Regions from separate parts of the Macaca mulatta genome. Here region 2 is linked to region 1. The links are chromatin contacts, called in public Hi-C maps. All regions are on one chromosome and are shown on one strand. Each heading gives the region's core, a stretch centred on a gene start, on an enhancer-like site or on the middle of the called end of the contact. The rest is flanking DNA. Distances are from core to core; before and after follow the strand shown.

The links. A called contact is a pair of places that touch in the nucleus more often than the background predicts.
Region 2: a contact with region 1 is called in a Hi-C map of fibroblasts, with 1.9 times the contacts expected there. The contact joins two enhancer-like sites. A contact is called at or near these places in 2 of 14 Hi-C or Micro-C datasets (fibroblasts and liver).

The regions. Positions count from the first base shown.
Region 1 is chr17:30,817,010-30,823,208 of T2T-MMU8v2.0, reverse strand. The region is part of intron 1 of WDFY2 (WD repeat and FYVE domain containing 2); the gene reads right to left. Among named protein-coding and RNA genes, the nearest start is that of WDFY2, 7.1 kb to the right of the region's middle. Within about 2 kb of position 3,413, at least 2 of the 40 cell types and tissues checked have an H3K27ac peak or open chromatin away from gene starts, as enhancers often do.
Region 2 is chr17:30,948,977-30,955,227 of T2T-MMU8v2.0, reverse strand. WDFY2 (WD repeat and FYVE domain containing 2) reads right to left here. Exons shown (of 12, transcript XM_077973835.1): 6 at 6,148-6,251. Among named protein-coding and RNA genes, the nearest start is that of HNRNPA1L2, 55 kb to the right of the region's middle. Within about 2 kb of position 3,742, at least 1 of the 40 cell types and tissues checked has an H3K27ac peak or open chromatin away from gene starts, as enhancers often do.

The DNA of each region.
Region 1 (6,199 bases), core at 2,164-4,663:
TCTGATGGCCAGTGATGATGAGCATTTTTTCATGTGTCTGTTGGCTGTATGAATGTCCTCTTTTGAGAAATGTCTATTCATATCCTTTGCCCACTTTTTGATGGGGCTGTTTGTTTTTTTCTTGTAAATTTGTTTGAGTTCTTTGTAGGTTCTGGATATTAGCCCTTTGTCTGATGAGTAGATTGCAAAAAAAAAAAACCACAATGAGACACCATCTCACACCCGTTAGAATGGCAATCATTAAAAAGTCAGGAAACAACAGGTGCTGGAGAGGATGTGGAGAAATAGGAACACTTTTACACTGCTGGTGGGATTGTAAACTAGTTCAACCATTATGGAAAACAGTATGGCGATTCCTCAAGGATCTAGAACTAGAAGTACCGTATGACCCAGCCATCCCATTACTGGGTATATACCCAAAGGATTATAAATCATGCTGCTATAAAGACACATGCACACGTATGTTTATTGCGGCACTATTCACAATAGCAAAGACTTGGAATCAACCCAAATGTCCATCAGTGACAGACTGGATTAAGAAAATGTGGCACATATATACCATGGAATACCATGCAGCCATAAAAAAGGATGAGTGTGTGTCCTTTGTAGGGACATGGATGCAGCTGGAAACCATCATTCTCAGCAAACTATCGCAAGAACAGAAAACCAAACACCGCATGTTCTCACTCATAGGTGGGAACTGAACAATGAGATCACTTGGACTCGGGAAGGGGAACATCACACACCAGGGCCTATCACGGGGAGGAGGGAGGGAGGAGGGATTGCACTGGGAGTTATAACTGATGGAGTTGATGGGTGCTGACGAGTTGATGGGTGCTGACAAGTTGATGGGTGCAGCACACCAACATGGCACAAGTATACATATGTAACAAGCCTGCACATTATGCACATGTACCCTAGAACTTAAAGTATAATAAAGAAAATAAAAAAATAAAAAAATAAAAAAATAAAAAAACCTCTGCCTCCCAGGTTCAAAAGCGAAACTCTGTCTCAATAAAAAAAAAAAAAAGAAAAGAAAAGAAAAAAAGAATATATGTAAAAGAAATTGTTAAGAAGAACCAAAAGACTTCAATTGAGAAATGGACAAAGGACAGAAACAGACAACTCAAAAAGGAAAAATAACTAGAAATAAATGAACAGAAAAATATTCACTGACTGTCAGCCAAAAAAATACAAATAAACATCAATAAAGTGCCACCATTTATCAAGCAAATCATGAACAAGAATTTTAAAATAATAATATCCATGGCTGGTCAGGTATGGCAAAACTAATATTCTCATATGCATACATAACTATAAGCATTTTAAAGTGGCATAAACTTTTTGGAAAATAATATGGCAATCTTCTTACAATCTTTCCTAAAGAAATAATCAAAAAACTCAGAGTGGGGGATAAAAGGGGACACCTGTACATGTAACAATGTTCATCGTAACATTTATAAAACTGAAAATAATGTAAATAAATAGGGAAAAGATAAATTATGATGTAGTGACTAGATTACCAGTACCTTGAGAGCAGGATATGTCTTGTTCACGATGGGAGATCAGGGGCCAAGTATATACAGTATAATCATTAAATAAATATGAGTGAATACTGAAGGAAAGCAAAAATATAAGGCTACTTAAAATGATGGTTAAAATCTAGGTAGGTGCTGGCAAAAGTTTAAGTGAGGGCAAGAACATAAAAGTGTGTTACAATCATATTTTTGAAAACTGCATTAGAAAAACTGCTAGAAATATATGAAATACTAACAGTCATTGTGCTAAGGGGTTTATGAGCACTAATTCTTTATTGTGGTTATTATCTTTTATTTATTTATTTGTTGTAGAGACAGGATCTTGCTATCTTGCTCAGGCTGGTCTTGAACACCTGGCCTCAAGCCAGTGCTCCCACCTCAGCCTCCCAAAGTGCTGAGATTATAGGTGTGAATCACCATGTCTGGCCTATTATCTTTATTTAAAATGTAAACACACTCCAGAGTGATTATTATGATAATTATTTAAAATTTAAGTTGATCCTTAGAAATCGGAGAAAAGATAATTTAATAACCAATGGAAAATACATAAAATCTCTAAATAGCTCCGTATTATAAGTAAATCTGCCCAGCTAAAAAGAAAAGCATAGTCACACAGAGAAGTCAGCAACTGACATTTATTATTTATTTTTATTTTATTTTATTTATTTTTGGTTTTTTTTGTTGTTGTTTTGTTTCTTGTTTTTTTTTTTTTTGAGATGGAGTCTCCCTCTGTTGCCCAGGCTGGAGTGCAGTGGTGGTACAATCTCGGCTCACTGCAACTTCCGCCTCCCGGGTTCAAGCGATTCTCCCGCCTTAGCCTCCCGAGTAGCTGGGATTACAGGTGCCCACCACCATACCCAGCTAATTTTTGTATTTTTAGTAGAGACAGGGTTTCGCCATGTTGGCCAGGCTGGTCTCGAACTCCTGACCTCAGGTGATCCACCCACCTCAACTTCCCAAAGTGCTGGGATTACAGGCGTGAGCCACCCCACCCGGTGACATTCATAATTCAGATGTGATGCATCATTTCTGAGTCCTAACTCAGTAATAAATAACAGGAAGCCAAAATGAAGACACTCAAACAATAGCAAATGCTCAATTTGGTACATTCCTACTTTTTTTCTGAGCCCTCTCTGGCTCTGGGCTAAAAGGCTTTAGAACAGTTATCTCTTGATTTGAAGGCTTCCAGTCAGTCTGGGTCAATTCTATAATGTCAGTGGGAATTTCAGAAAAGCAGGCCAGGCCAGAGGTAGGGTAGGCTAGTAGGGTTAAGGTCCCCAAGTCGAATTACATTTCCATCTTCTAAAAAACCGAAACTACATAACGGGAGAAAAAGAAGGTACGAAACATTACCAGTTCTTCTAAAGCTCTGTAGTAATTCAAACTGTTGTTCACAACCCTTTAGTTAGTCACAAAATTGAAAGGGTCACAACTAGGATCTTATAAGGGCTGCAACAGAACAGAAAATGGTGTGCATGTCACATTAAGAGGATACCATTTCATAAAACCTTTGTTTCTATCATATGTGTGTATATGTGTGAAACAGTATGTCAGCGTAGCAATGCTAACTATATTTTTTACTATGATTTGTGGTCAAAAAAATTTCCAAAGCATTCATTTAGATAACCCAGGCCCTGACTTGGGTGCTAGAAAACCACCCAGAGATAAATTGTTTGAAACTAAAGGACTCGTCTAGAAGTAGGAATGTAGTGAGTCCAGTTCAACTGGGTGTTAGGCACTAACACAAAACAAATACTTCTTAATATTTCATTCAGGAATAAATAACCGCTGCCAACCAAAGGCTCCAGAAAGCATCGTTTTACGGTTGCACCATGAGGTGCTGACAGTTTCACACAAGTATGCTGCCTTTTCCCTAATGCGTGCTTTCCTCCACTTGAGATTTTAGGATGATATGGTTGTGGAGACTACTTATCTAGTCACTACAGAAGCACATCACAGTACCGGGAGTCATAGCTAGGAAATCTAACCCCCTCCTTTGCCAGATGGACAAACTGAGGCTTAGAGTGATGAAATGCCCCAGGAAATGCCAAGGTCAATGCCGAGTAGAGCTGAGATCAGACTCCCAGTCCCAGTTCTTTTCCGAGAATCCTTAAATTAAAGGCACAGGAGAGCATAAAGCAGCACTCCCTGCCAAGAGACAAGCAGATAACATTTTCTTTTCTTTTTTGGTCTTACTGGTTAGTTTATTATACTTCTCAATTAATTTTTACTAAGGACTAAATAAAATATTTGGATGAAGAGGCCCCCGTCCTTAAATTTTAAAAAAGTTTTTAAAGAGTTAATAAGACTGCTTGCTGAAGCTGCACAAGGGGAGGTTTTTTGTTTGTTTGTTTGTTTGTTTTTGTTTGTTTCTCTATCAGGGAATTTCTAGGTTAATTGTAACACTCTCCTTGGGAGACCTACTCATATAAAAATAAAGCAGTGTGATCTCTTTTTGAATTCTTTCTATTCTGACAATAGTTGAGAAGAAAAGCTTGGTAAGGTAGTCATTCTCTTCTCAGATAAGTATATACTGTACACAATTTAGTTTAGTGTTACAGATATCAACAAATCACCAACTGCAGTAGTCTTAAACCACAATCTACTTATTGATTTCTAAATGCCACTAAGTGTTGTAATTTCCCCCAAACTGTTATTTTTAATGACATGAAGATGATTCTCCATGCTTTCTCAAAGCCAAATGCAAAGTGAAAAGAGACAGCCAGAGAAAGATGCTACGCAAGTAAAAACTCACATTTCCTTTTCTAAAGTTTCGATTTTGTTTGTTTGGAAAAGGCCATCTCTCTAAAGTTTCTTCTAGCTACTTAAATCCTATGATTTTTTACCTATATTTCTTTTTCAAAATAAGATTAGTAACACTTGAGGTGTAAGACAGATGGTCAGGATTTCATGACTTAAAAATCACTCATTTTAAGAGTGTCGGAATTGCCACCCTAACTTTCCCATAGTGTTGCAATATCTGGATGAATATATACTGATTAAGATCTGTGAAGTCCTGGACAGACTCTGGTTTGATAATATAAAAATAGGAAATTCAGAACTGTCAGGAGCTCTGGGATCACTTGAAGCTAATCCTACTCTAGTAAGCCTCCTCAAATAAGCTTTCCCATAGTGATCTTTCCTTAAAAAGTCAGTCTGCTTCTGACCTTTAGAGACAGAGACAGCCTGTTTCCAGAAAGATTTGCTAGCATGAAGAGAGTGCTTCATGTTTTGAATTCGGAGTAAAGGTCTAATTTTCCACAATTATACAGGACAAGTTCCCTCTTCGGGACCTTGAAATCCACAATTATTACCACCAAGTGACGAGTCTCAAGTGCGCAGTGGAAAGTGTATTAATTTTATGCTATTAGAGACTTCACACACTCAAAAATTAGTTTAGATGGGTTCTAATTTTGCTGACTTCAGAGCCCTCACTCCCTCACTCTGAAGAGTCCTCAACTTTCAGAACTGTGCTTGGCACTGTAAAACTTTGATTTGCATTTCTTATGAAAATTGTGCAAATGTTATAAAATACATGGTACATAAAACTCTATCAGGAGCTCAACTGAACTGCACCAAGGTCTAATTATCAGTTAAACTAATGGTTGAAGCAGAGAACTGAGATAGTGCAATTTCATAATACAAAGAATTAATGGTAAATGAACCAATACTATGAGGATACATAAGACGAAATAAAATTTTAACTTTTTTTTTTCAGGAAATAGTCAAGTAGTCATGGCCACTTCGAATCATAGTAATTTGGAGTTGGAAAAAAAAGGCCCTTGAAGTAGAAAAAAATCCAACCCCCTTGTTCCAGCCCATTCCCACTCCCATCCCATATTGTACTGTTGGTCACCCCGGCTTCTCAGGCTCAACTTAAATACCTTTGCCGACAGAATCGCACAACATCCTCAGGTCCATTTCAATTCAAAAAGTGATCACCAGTCATTGCTTAATTCATTCAAGGAACATATAATGCCTATCTCCTTTGTGCTAGGCATTGGGGGTCAGATTTCTATATATTGGGATAAAAATCTCACCCCCCTCTTAACAATTGTTTGTGCTCTGCCCTCAGGACTTAGAGAGAACACAGCTAACTATGTTGTATAAATTGGCCCTGAATAAAGTCATAATATAAAAAGGCAGTTCCCCATATCGCCCTCGCCAGTACCTTTCTTCCCTATAGTTCTCTCTCCCACAGCCTCCTTCTCCACACCCTACCACCAACACAGGCCTTTTTATCCAGAAAAAGAACTCTGAAATCTTTCATCCAACGGGTTCAGTACTTTTTGCTATCAGAGTCACTCTTCCTGCAGGCACTAATTTCCAGATTCCTCAAAATGTGAGGACACTGAGTGCTGAGTTCTGAACTCAAGCCAATTGGCTCCGTTGTCTACCCTTAATCAGGACATTCTAGTGCTTCTTAATGAATGGGAGTTTTCTTGCCTCCTCTATCTAAAATGCCCTTTCCTCCACAGGAAAGGCTTTTTCACAAGAACTCCTACTCACCCTGCAACACCCATCTGTAGAAGAGATTATTGGTGTTTTCTAACCACAAGCAGGAGGTTCATTGGCAACCCCAGAGGACAATGTTTGTACCTGTTGTTAACTCCTAGGGAGGGAATGATTTCCCATAATTGCCTAATAGAAACTACCTAGTT
Region 2 (6,251 bases), core at 2,493-4,992, 130 kb before region 1:
ACTGCTACCCTAGTTACCAAATGCTGCTGACCCCTGCTCTCCAAACAGATCTTAAATCTCCTCCACTTGTCTCCACACACACTGCTGTCCCCCAGTCCAAACAAAGTCAGCGTTCTAAGGGTCTCCAGCAGTAGCCTCCAGCAGTAGCCTCCTAAACAACCTCCCTCCATCCATTCTGTTCCCAGTCAATCTACCACCTACTGCTGCCACAGTGGCTTTTTAAAATGCAAACCATGTCACTACTCTGTTTAAACTTCATCACTGGTTTCCCACCTGAGAATAATGCCTGAAGCTCCTACCACTACTTGTAAGGTCACCTGCCTTTGGGTGGTTGCTAACATTTTCCCACTCTAGGCTGCTGTTCCGGGTCTGGAATGTTCTCCACCACCTACGTAACTCCTTTTTCTCCTTTAAACACCTTCTGGCTGGGCACGGTGGCTCACGCCTGTAATCCCAGCACTTTGGGAGGCTGAGATGGGCGAATCACCTGGAGTCAGGAGTTCAAGCCCAGCCTGACCAACATAGTGAAACACCATCTTTACTAAAAATAAAAAAATGTGATGGGTGTGGTGGCATGCACCTGTAATCCCAGCTACTCAGGGGGCTGAGGCAGGAAAATTGCTTGAGCCCAAGAGATGGAGGTTGCAGTGAGCTGAGATCTTGCCACTACCCTCCAGCCCGGGTGACAAAGCGAGACTCTGTCTCAAAAAAACAAAAACGAAAACAAAACACTTCTTTGGGAAGCCTCCCTTTAATTATCTGCAAGAGGAGAGGACCTTCTGTTACCTGCTTCTAAAGAAGCCTCTGGGCGCATCACGGCTCCGCAGCACCTGCTACTCACACGGTTTGGATGAATTCCCTGTAACTATTGGTCTAATGCATGCATTCCATGCCGGCTGGAAGATGGATAAGGGCAAAGATTATGCTTGTTTTATTCACCCACATATCCTGGCACCATCGTATAGAGAGAGAGTGGATGACTGACTATGGATGACAATTCACATCTCTTGACCTGCACTTTATATACACTGGATCTGTGTGAGTCTCCACTGTAAACAAAAATTGAAGTTCTAAATTATATGAACTTGCCTCTTTACATTGAACTGTGACTTTCTTAGTTTGTTTAGTTTCTTTTGTTATAGTTACACTGTTCCCTTCAATGATTCCCCTAACAGCTCATGAACAAGTCTGCATTTAATTATTCATTAATTAGTTTGCTTTGGCAGATTTACATTCAAGCCCTCCTGTTTCAAATATGTTCATGCTAATAAAATAATTTCTTAGAAATAAAAGAAAAAAGATTGTATTAACACTATTAATTTCCAATGGTCAAAATATGATTTTTGGCCGGGTACGGTGGCTCATGCCTGTAATCCCAATACTCTGGGAGGCTGAGGAGGGTGGATCATTTGAGGTCAGGAGTTTAAGACCAGCCTGGTCAACATGGTAAAACCCTGCCTCTACTAAAAATACAAAAATTAGCCGGCCATGATGGCGGGCACCTGTAGTCCCAGCTACTCGGGAGGCTGAGGCAGGAGAATTGCTTGAACCTGGGAGGTGGAGGTTGCAGTGAGCCAAGATCATGCCACTGCACTCCAGCTTGGACAACAGAGCGAAATTCTGTCTCAAAACAAAACAAAACAAGAAAAACAAAAGCAACTCCTCTAAGTTAGTTTTTGACTTTTTCATAGAAATACATTCTACTTTCTGCAGAAATAGCAAAGAACTGTGATATTTGGCATTTAGCTCCAGAAAGAAAACCAGTAGAGGGAGCATAAGAACATAAAACTAGTTTCCTAAATCCCTAGAGATTAGAAAAATGTTATGCTTTGGCCTCTGGGCATGACTACTAGGTCGATTCCCTCATTAACCCACATTTTTGTATGACCTTCTGTACTGTAAGAGAGAATGATGGGGTGAAGGGCTATGACTCTGGACGCATACTGAAGACCTGCTTCTGAGTTTGCATCTGGAGTGATGGGACCTCCAAAGCTGCCCTTTAATGGAACTGGATTAACTTTAGGGTGTTCATTTTGTCCTTACAAAAATCTCTTTCCCAGAACTGAGACTTGCTGTGTTTGGGACCTCCCAGGGCCCAGAATGAGCCTACCACTTAGGAAGAGCTCAACAATATGTCTAAATCACCATGGACTCTCTTACAGGTCCTCACTCTAGCTTTACAGGAATGAGCTGTATTCCAGCCACATTAGTGATGGGCAGATACCACTGTTTAGGAACAATAATAAGGTAACATCTGACCTGCTACATTTGCCTTCCTGTTAGTTAGTGACCTTCCTGAGCCATTTCCTGTTTTTCTCAAATATATTTCTTGATAAAAATAAAGTGAAAATGCTTTAAACTCTTTAGGAAAGATAAGACACAATACCAAGGTCATATTTCATATCAGAACAAGCCTGCAAAACATGGGACCCTTGAACCACATGTGGCTGACAAGAGTGCTTAGAAGCTGCTACTGTCCTTTTCTGACCTGGAGGCAACAATACAAAACTCAGAGGGCTCCTATCAGCCACCATACTGTGAGTGGGTGCGTGCCTGATTACTGAAGAGTCAAGAGGTCAGGCTGAAAGCCACCTCTGCCTAAAGCGAACCTGGGAACCATCAGGTCCATCACTAGGCCTGCGGAATGCACCTCTGAATTCTACCTTGAATCCACCCACTCCTTGTTTTCCCACTGTCACAGTCCCCTCTCAAGGGACACTTCCCTACTAGCTTTCCAATTCCACTCTCTACTGCCAGACAACCTTTTAAAATCCAATCAGGTTACCTTCTTTGCTTCAAACTCTTTAATGGTCTCTCAGTGACATCAGGATAATGCCCAGCACGGTCTCAGTGATGGGAAGTGACTCTTGCTTTCTGGCTGCCCCTCCACCCTGACCTCCCCTCTCCCTCCCTCATACCCAGTGCATCCACCATAAAAGAGTGACTAGCAGTTCTCAAGAGAGCCATGCTCTTGCACATCTCCTTGCCTTGAACACGCTGGTTTTCTCTGCCTGAGATGCTCTTCTCAGTTGTTTTCCATGAACTCAATACTTACTCATCCCCAAAGATCTGAGGTCAGGCAGACTCCCGAGGAGGCCGTTCCTAACCGCCTCCATCTCCTTCGAGTGGGCTGCCCTTCTGTGTTCCCAGAAGCGCAAGGTGCTTGCTCCCACCAGCCCCTGCCAGCATGCACTAGAACTGTGCTTTAGTTTTTGTCTCTCACTGGGTTGTGAAGAATTTGAGGATAATGACAATTTTACTCTGTGACTGGGAGGAATGGCTGAGATGACAAGGGACAGCACAGAGCATAAAGAGAAGAGGATCCAGGGAAGATCCTGGGGACACAACCGACCACAGGGGAGCCCGAGAAAGCCAGCAGCATCATAGAAGAAAAGCCAAAGGAAGGCAGTTACAGCCAGAAGGAATGGCCACAATGTAAAATGCTGCTGAAAAGTTAAGTACGACAAGGTTTACAACGTGTCCCAGCAGGCCACTGGTCACCTCAGGGACAGCAGTTTCAGTGGCATAGTAACGACAAACCAGATTGCAGGGAGCTGGAAGGCAAATTGGAAGTGAAAATGCGAAGCAGCTGGGAAAATTATATTCTTCTAAGAAACACGGCTGTTTGCTACAACTTGGATGAACCTTGAGGACATTATGCTGAGTGAAATAAACCAGTCACAAAAGGACAAATACTGCATGATTCCACTCTTATGAGTCACCTAGACTAGTGAAATTCATAGAAACAGAAAGCAGAGTAACAGTTTCCAGGGACTGGGAGGGTAGGGGGAGAGGATAGGGAGTTCATGTCCAAGGGAACAGAGTTTCAGTTTCACAAGATGGAAAAGGTTCTGGGATGGATGGCGTTGATGATTGCACAACAGTGTGAATGTAGTTAATGTCATTGAATAGTACATTTAAAAATGGTTAAAATGGTAAATTTTATGTTTTATACATTTTACCACAATTTTTAAAGCATTGCTATTAAGAGAATAAGAAGGAACTTGCTATAAGACACGGGATTGAGAGGGTGTTGGTTTGTTTTTCTACCAGAGGCAAAAAACATAAGCATGTTAATAAATTGAAAAGAGTTAGTCAAAAGAGAGACCAAGGCAATCCATTTTGGTAGGGACACCCTGCGAATAGCCTGGGGCCAGAGGAAGGCAGCTCTCCTGCACTGAGAAGAGGAGAATGGGCCAGAGGAAGGCAGCTCTCCTGCACTGAGAAGACGAGAATGGGCCAGAGGAAGGCAGCTCTCCTGCACTGAGAAGACGAGAATGGGCCAGAGGAAGGCAGCTCTCCTGCACTGAGAAGACGAGAATGGGCCAGAGGAAGGCAGCTCTCCTGCACTGAGAAGACGAGAATGGGCCAGAGGAAGGCAGCTCTCCTGCACTGAGAAGACGAGAATGGGCCAGAGGAAGGCAGCTCTCCTGCACTGAGAAGAGGAGAAGTGGGGAGAGAAAAAGTTTGTTTGTTGGGGTGGGGGGGATATACAGTGGGCAAGAAATATTTTTTTTTTTTTCTTTTTAAGCTTCTATCTGATAGCTTTTGAAGGAAGAGGCAAGGAATGAGATGGGGATGGGGGCTTGGGAAGGATGGTGAAGGTCTCTGTTTAGGGGCCTGGAAGAAGGAGCGAACTGAGGACAGGGAGAGTGATTATTAGACAACTTCATAAGTCTACACAGGAAATCCTGAGTGTGCAATGGTAATGATGGTCTAAACCTCAAGGCAGTGTGACTACTATAGACCCAGCAGCTGGCTGCACAACAAGAAAAGGTGGAGAGTTAGTCTGAATCAGACAGGCTTGCCAAGAAGGCAGAATATTTACATTCACAGAACTGAGAATGCTGGGAAGGCATGGGTGAAGCGATGCACCACTGGGAGGAAAGGTGATGCAGGGGCTGAGATGCTGGAAAAATGGAGGGACCACAGGCTGGAATGCGCCACAAGGGGAAACAGTAAGTGGAATGAAGAAAGGGTGTAGGGAATTGGAGGATGAGGAGGCTGAAGTCTGCGTGAAGCACAGAAGTTTAAGACTTCTGAGGTGGGACAGTTCTGGGTCCCCCACAGAACCCCAGGCCCAGTCTTGGCCAAAGTGTAGGTGAGGGTGTAAGTGGCTAAAAAAGAAATTCAGTCAGGGAAGACCAGGGTCCTATCCATAGGGGATATTTCCATGTGTTCTTCCTCCCAAAGGCATAAATAATTCAGATGATCTTTTATGAATCTTCTTCCTTGTATTCAATTTTCTCCTTACTATATGTTTCTTATTCTAGCATTCCATTTTTTCCCTTTAGGAAGCCCCTTATGATCTAGGTATTATCCAATTTTATATCCTCTTTCCCCTACTTTTTTTCTTATCGACATCTAAACTCAGTATTATCTCATTTTACACAAAATCATGGGTTGGTAGCTGGTAGAAAACGGAAAGGCCCTTTAAGAACCATGAAAACTGGCAATGACTCATTTTCTAGGGTCGATATGTTCTAGAGTCAAAAGTACATGTTAAAACTACTAGTAAAAAATTAATCATCATCATTGATCAAGTCTTTCAAAGGCTAAGGATGAATATTTTATACTACCTTGCTTAAATGACCCTGAGCAGAGCAGTAACGTAAAGGGGACCTTAGGTTTTAACCTAAAAAGGATATGAAGGAAGTAAAGTTGGAGAGGAACTTGAGCCTTTTCACAAAGTCTAGCTACTCATGAAGAATATATCTGTCTTTTCATTTGACTTGGAAGTGGGAATCTTTCTTGTACACCATCTTCTAACTCCAGGAAAGGCAAGGTCAGACCAAGGCAGCTGTCTTTTCGGCCTTCTGGGGTTTCAGCCGTCTGAGGCCACATGCTCTCAAACAATGCCTCATTAATGTATGCCAACACTGGCTTTCTCTGGTGCAGTATGACAGAGAACCAAATTATCAACATTTTCAAAATAGATTGGTTTCTCTTTTGTTTGGATTATACAGAAAAATGTTTGACGTTATATTTTACTGAACCATTTTGAAATCAGTTAAGCATATCATGTGTATCTTTGCACAAGCATGGACTGTACTTTGCCACTTTCAAAACATATCTGAACATCAGGAGATGCAGCAGGTGATATCTCACTGTGCTATCAGCACATGATGATTTTGCTGTTACTCCTACCTGTGTGTCCTCTGAATGTTGTGACCAGGGTGCAGTTTTCTTGCTCCAGTTTGAGGATTGTTACTTGGCCTGAGTGGTCACCAATAAACACATGCCGGGTTTCA